Regions from separate parts of the Mus musculus genome. Here region 2 is linked to region 1. A link is a contact called in public HiChIP or PLAC-seq data. All regions are on one chromosome and are shown on one strand. The core of a region is the stretch at or near the end of the contact, and the rest is flanking DNA. Distances in the headings are between cores, read along the strand shown.

Evidence for each region. HiChIP or PLAC-seq counts read pairs in DNA pulled down with a chosen protein or histone mark.
Region 2: a contact with region 1 is called in a FOXA1 HiChIP or PLAC-seq map of pancreatic cancer cells. The contact joins two enhancer-like sites. A contact is called at or near these places in 3 of 484 Hi-C or Micro-C datasets (CD4 T cells, Th2 cells and bone marrow-derived macrophages), 3 of 115 datasets of contacts at active chromatin or transcription factors (bone marrow-derived dendritic cells, embryonic stem cells and pancreatic cancer cells) and 2 of 9 other capture datasets (adipose tissue and pancreatic islet).

What each region holds. Positions count from the first base shown.
Region 1 is chr17:31,872,691-31,876,135 of GRCm38.p6, reverse strand. No RefSeq gene overlaps it. Among named protein-coding and RNA genes, the nearest start is that of Gm30509, 3.3 kb to the right of the region's middle. Within about 2 kb of position 1,920, at least 67 of the 459 cell types and tissues checked have an H3K27ac peak or open chromatin away from gene starts, as enhancers often do. A contact at or near this core is called in pancreatic cancer cells, where this site is marked.
Region 2 is chr17:32,066,200-32,069,644 of GRCm38.p6, reverse strand. No RefSeq gene overlaps it. Among named protein-coding and RNA genes, the nearest start is that of Rrp1b, 32 kb to the right of the region's middle. Within about 2 kb of position 1,929, at least 36 of the 459 cell types and tissues checked have an H3K27ac peak or open chromatin away from gene starts, as enhancers often do. A contact at or near this core is called in pancreatic cancer cells, where this site is marked.

The DNA.
Region 1 (3,445 bases), core at 671-3,170:
TGCATTGCAAAGGCCTCTGAAGCCCCATGGGGGTGAGTTCCTTCATGGGTGGGTAGACTGGGATCACCGGCCTGCCCACCACACCTGGCTTTGTGGCCATTTGTTCTGCAGCCCCAGGAAGCTCATCTGCCATCTCTATAAAGTGGTGGCGAGTACCTAGACCCTGCTTCTTGCCAATGCTGCCACATCTGTCACCTTGCTTTCTGTGGAATTCACAATGATTTCTGCCTGATGTGTCCTGCCCCAGGGTGCTCTGCAAGTTTCTGGCTGTCAGGGATGCCAAACTATAGCACATAACATGGCTCAAATTGGTGGCTTTGTATGTGAGACAGCCATCACCGGTCCCCTGAGGCACCCGGTGTTCAAGTCATCTGTTTGTCCCCTCGGGATGCAGAGTCAGAACTACCCCATCTCGAGCCTGGCATGCCACTGGACCTCAGCTGGAGTGAGTTGCAGAACGCATCAAAGAACGTCTGTCAGACCACACTGGAACTTCTTGGAAACCTAGACTGACTTCTCAGGAATTTGCATTTTGTTTCAATTTAGATTTTAATGAGCCAGACTTCCTCAGGTGGGTTCCCCCAGGAAACCCCAGTGGTCACACTGGAGGAGATGCAGCTGCCGATGGGATTTTCCCAGCATGCTCTGCCTGGCTGGGCCGAAAGACAGACAGATAGTGCTATGACTAGAGATAAGGGGATACCCAACACTGGGCTTCCTCTCAAGGCCTCTCTGGAGGCAGAGAATTACTTTCAGCAACCGGGGATGGCTTCATCACCAATCTGAATTCTAGCACATTCCGTAGCTCTAGCACAGATAAAGCAGCCATTAATTCTAGCTGACATCATTTCCAGCTTCAGATGGGATCAATGGGCTCAGCCCTGGGAAAGGAAGAGACAGACAGTATTTGAGAGTGGTAGTGCTAAGTCCTTGAAAAGGGCCTTGCGTGGACAAAGGGGCTGACTGGAGCTTCGTTTCTGCCTCCCTTGCCCACACCACCCATCTGGTCTCTGGGTCATCCCTTCTTGGTAAACTTCTGCTGTCTGGATGAGCCAACGAGGCAGAGGAGAGGCCAGTGCTCGTCCCAGTATGGCTCTGACTTTGGGGTCAAAACAGGCCAGACACCAGGAGACCCATGTGGCCCTGTAACCCTCACCTTGCCCTGAGCTTTGCCTGTGCTGTCCACACAGAACTTGGCTTAGTGCAGGGCCCCCAAAGGGCAGGTCTGAGCCTGGACACGGGGTAAAGGAAGATGGTTTTGGAATCCATCCCAGGGATCCAGTCGATCCCCGACAGGCATGTGGAGACAGACGGACAGATGGACACGGGGTAAAGGAAGATGGTTTTGGAGTCCATCCCAGGGATCTAGTCGATCCCCGACAGGCATGTGGAGATAGACGGACAGAGAAGCTTCGAGAACAGCTGACTGCTATGTGCCACAGCGTCTGCACTCCGGGGCCCCAGGGAGGAATTGGTAGAGCTCTGTTTTACAGCCCTACAGTGATGGCAGGCAGACATGACCAGCTCCTAGTCCTGCTGGCTGGCCATTGTTCTTGGGGTCTTAGACTGGCTGAGTGCAGACTGCCATCAAGCAGGGACATATGGGCACAGAGCAAATAAAACCATCTTCTTTTACCTCATTAGCAACACCTGTGCCCCTTTGTGTGGCTCTGGGTCTGTCCAAGTTAATAAACTGCCCAGGGCTGATGGGGTAGGAGAAGGCGGGCCACAAAGGATAGGGCAGTCTGGAAGCGGAGAAAGAACTTCTCTGATGGATGTGTGTGTGTCACCATCCCTTGGCCAAAACAGTACCTAAAGTGTCCTGCTTTGCCATGCGGACTGGTCACTAAGAGGGACTTTTGGCCTAGTTGCCTGGAGCTCTCCCTCCGCTTGTGTCCAGGGGGCGGGGCTCTCTGCTGCTGCCACTTTCCTGGATCTTATTTTGCTGTGGAGTTTAGTACACAGTGCTGACCCTCGCCCTCCCTGCTGCTTTGTCACATCCAACATGATGATCTCACCCTTTCCTGTTCGTTTCCAATTAGTCTGATTCATCCTGACCTCTCCACGGGTCACCCCAGCAATTGGGTGCTCTCTCGAGGCTCCAGGCTAAATAAAAGAAACATTCTTACCCTCATTTGGTACATTATATGCGTAAGTGTCTATACGTGAGTGGGGTTGGGTGTTTTGCAAGTCTAGATATACACACGGCAACACACACGTTCACGGCCACTGACATAGAAACACAAAGCACACAAACAGTCCTGCGTATGTACAAACATACCCGTATGTACACAGATTCATGGGTGCACACAGAAATGCAAACATGGAAACAGGCACAGAGGCTCCTCTGTGTACTATCCATTAGACAGTGGCCTTGTAAGCCAACTAGGCTGCAGTCCAGGTACCAAAGCTAGCAGCAAACATAGTACCATGGTGTGGGCTGACGTCCTCGGAGACCCCCAGGAAGCACCTGGTTGTCCCTAGCCTTACACGGGGCTTTCTCGAACCGAGGATCCAAGGCTTCCCCATAAAAGGAGTCTTGCAGAGTTGATGATGCCTGCCACATCCTGTCCAACACTGACTTCTACAACAGACAGGGTGCTGGGAACAGGGGACCCTCTTGAACTGGTGAAGGTACTTGCTGGGAGACTCATGGTGACTGAGTGTACCACGCTCATTCTATAGGTGACTTGGCTCCTCAGTGTCCCAGCCCCCAACCTCACACTAACCAATGACTTCAAACTGAGTCTCTCTCTCTCTCTCTCCCATTACTCCTTCAAAGTGTTTGTGGTTTGGTGGCTTTAGTGTGGCATGTCTTGTTCGGGGCCCCTCCCCTACAGGGCATAGGAAGGCCAGCATCTGTTTCAGTCCTGTGTGGGTAGAGAGCAGTAGAGGGCATCAGCCCAGAGATCTGAGGAACTACAGATAAAAAGAGAGAGAGGACAGACAGCTAGACCCTGAGGCTACCCACTGCTAGCGTTCCCCAAACGAACACATTCCAAGTGTCTGTGCCTTGCCTCATTCACCTAGTAGTGTGTGACTCTGCATGGGACTCACAAGAGAAGCCACACTGTCCCAGTCTCCCTCAGAGGTGACACTGGAACCCACCCCTGAGAGAGCAGGTTGCTCACCTTCGAGAAGGAGCTCCTTGAAGCCTCCTTCCACCTGCTTCTGGCTCCCTGTGTTTCTGTGTGAGCCAGGGGTGCGGTGTGAAGCTGTGCCCACAGGGCACACTATCGTAGAGGCCCTCGGTTACTAGCATTTGGGAGATTCCCTGGTTACGTTTCTTTCCCCTCCCCTCCCTCCCTCTCTCTTCATTCCTTCCTTATATTATTTCTTCATCGCAGGAGACTCAGGCACCCCTCCAGGCTGCACAGGTGCCCCTCCCCCACCACTAACTTCTCCCTCTCTGTTGGTCCCATCCTGTATTAAGCCACCTCCCAGG
Region 2 (3,445 bases), core at 680-3,179, 190 kb before region 1:
CCTCCGGGTGGTTTCTGTTTTTAGTTTGTTTGGTTTTATAATAGGATGCTTCCAAACACCACAGTTAGGATGAGGAAGGCTGGACTGAGACCCCACCTCACGTCTGGTGTCTTAACAAGAACGTGGTCTGTGGTCCGTGCACTGCAGTCCAGGGCCATGGAACTCCTCAGCCCCACCCCTGGAGAACTGGATCAATGTGTTCCTTCCAAACAAGACCCCTGTGGGGAGAGAGTAGTCCATGAGCCAGGACAAGGGACTTGGCGGGTCCAGCCTGAGGTCTCCCTCCAGCCTCCTCACTGAGTAGAGTACCACTCATCTGGGCTGTGTCTGGGGCACAGCTGAGGCCAACAGGGAAGGAATTCACTTGGTCCCTGCAGATGTGCCTGCAGCTGCTGGAGCTCCTGATCTATCACTGCTCAGATCAACCAGGATAAGGTGTTCTTCACACCCCAGGATGGCCTTTCTGTGGCAGTGGACATGAGCAGATCCTGGTGGGTGAGGTCTCAGGACAGGACTTCAGATAGAAGACAGGCACCTCAGACTCTGGTATTCACTGTGACAGTGACTGAGGGTTAAATAGGTCCCTGAAACGATGTCCTCATCTTGACATCACAGGCCTGTATATAGGACTTCATTTAGAATGAGGCGGTTGATAAGGAATTGGTGGCCATGTTAGATTACAGTGTTCAACCCATGACTGCTGTCCTTGCAGAGGGGAAATTTGGAGACACAGAAGTTAGGATGTGGAGGCAGGAGACTGGAGGAGAGCAGCTCAGAGCCAGGGCAGGAGCAGGAACACCAGTGTGTGTGTGTGTGTGTGTGTGTGTGGGGTGTAAGACTGGTGTGCACAGGAGGTGTAGCCTGCTTTCTTAGGGGAGGAGGAGGCAGCCAGGCCTAGAGGGGAGCCCCAGGGCCGATGGGTGTCAGGGTCCAGGGATTCAATGCTTCTTTGTGTCCCTCAGAATCATTTGTCTCTCCCGAAGATCTGTGACCCTGAGATTCAGCCTTATCTCAGTCAGGCCTAGGGACGAGCGCCTAGCCACGGGGGACGTGACATGTGACACGTGACTTGTGGCTACAGAACTGTCAGCTACAGTCCCACACAGCAGCAAGCATCACCTGCGTGTCCTATGTCCAACAGGTGACACCACTGACTAGGAGTCAGAACGCTCCAGGTCCAAAGCCAGGAACTGTCTTGGGATATTTTCTCCTGCGTAGCAGCCAGTGCGTGTCACCTAACCTCTGTGTGTGACTTGGTGTTCTTGTTGGGACTCTAAAGCTGCTTGACAAAGTTAACTTTTAGGACATCTATACAATGTGAATCCACTACCCTCTCTTTCCCTATTATGTCCTCCCCACAACCTTTCCTATCTTAGGTATAAACAAACAAACAAACAAACAAACAAAGGAAAATTAAAAAAAAAAAAGAAAACTCACTAGTAGCAGCAACAACAACAAACAGTCCATACGATGCTGGTGCATGCTTTTAACTCCAGCACTCAGGAAAGCTGAGGCAGGCAGACCTTTGAATTCAAGGCTAGCCTGGTCTACAGAGCTAGTTCCATGACAGCCAAGTTCTCCTGACCTCATCCCTTCTCATTCCAAATTTTGTTACCATGCACTTTTTCTGTAGCCTGGAGTTGGGAGGTGAGCAAGGCATCTCAGCGGTATAGGGCCATCGGGATTGTAATGTACTGTCCTACGCCTGGTGTCCTATTAGTGAATTTATGCTGTACCTTCCCGCTGCTGTAAGAGCATACTCGACACTCTATCACTGATTTAAACAGAAATTCCTGTCTTCAGAGCTCTGGGAGCTAGGAATCCCAAGGGGAACAGGCCCCGTGCTCAGTCTGTCTGTCTCCAAGATGGTGCGTCTGTGGTCTTTACATAGAACAAAGGTGAAAGCAGCTTCCTGGAACCTTTGATGAGTCACTAGTTCCAGTCACAAGTGTGTAGCCCGCACTTCTTCATATGGCCGCTGGGCGTGAAGTTTCAACGTGTGAATTTATTTATTTTGTAATTCCGGGGCATCAATAAAAGCAGCTCATCCCAGGAGACCAAATTCCTCAGAGCTGGTCAGGCACCCACACTGTGTCAAGTTGGCGGTCACCTCTGTCAACATAAAACACGGTTGTCGTTTTAAAAGAATAGTTTATTCTGTGGCTGGAGGGATAGTTCAATCCATGAACAGTTTCAAAAGCACAAGGAGCCAAACATGATGATATGAAGTGGAAACTTGTAGTTTCTTTGGAAAGTTAGTCATGTCAAATGATGCTTTCCTGGGACACACAGGTGAAAGGCTGTCTTGCCAAAGCAAACACGTGAAAGACTTTTCCTGAAGCAGACACGGATAAAAGGATGTTTGCATATAGCAAACGCATGAAAGGACCCAGGAGGAAGGAGTATACACATGACCCCACAGACAGTGGGAGACGAGCACTGAGCACTGGTTTGGTTTGCTCCGCCTCGCTATTCTTCACTAAGGACACGCATGTACTGGTTCACCTTACATAGCATTGTTGAGCTCAACTTGTGATAACTCTGACACTGAGAGAAACTCGCCCAAGAACTGCTCATGAGGTTCCTGTGGCAGCTTGCTGCTTCCACAGCCTTGCCTCGGGCCAGCTGGTGAGCCTGGCGGTATCTTCAGGATTAAACTACGGCTGCCTGGTGTCTGCTTGCTGAAAGGATGGCACTGTTAAGTCGTATTTGGTGTTTGCTACTGCTAAAGAAGATCAAGCTCACCCAGAAGAACTACTGCTGAACAGGTCCACCTCCTCCACATCCTATTAACTTTTCTCTTCACCTTCCTCTGCTGGGTGGTGGGCTAGAGGTTGAACCCATAGGTTGCAAAAAAATGAATGCCTACAGTGGTACATACTTCTTATATTGATTGATTAATTGATTGATCAATTTTGGCTTTTTGTTTGTTTTCTGATTTTCGAGACAGGGTTTCTCTGTATAGTCCTGGCTGTCCTGGAACTCACTTTGTAGACCAGGCTGGCCTCAAACTCAGAAATCCACCTGCCTCTGCCTCCCGAGTGCTGGGATTAAAGACAGACACACCAGGCTCAACTTATTTTTATTATTTTGAATTATGTGTTTGTGTGTGCCCTAGCTAGACCGGGCTGGCTGGAACTCAGAAATCTGCCTGCCTCTGACTCCCAAGTGCTGGGATTAAAGGCATGCGTCACCACCGCCTGGTGAGAAACTGTGTCTTAAACAAAACATATAAAGAAAGCACACCTTTAAACTCCAAGAGCTTGCATCAGATGACATCAAAGCAGACACAGGGTGGGAGCTAACTTAGAGGAATTCCAAAGCTTCAGGAATGACTGCCCTAAGGTTCATTCCAGCCTCTAGGAGGGCAGCGTTCCTTCATACCCAGAAGGCTGCTGCAGAGGCCTGCAAAGGCTAAAGGAAGCCCAAACTCTCCTGCGCCAGC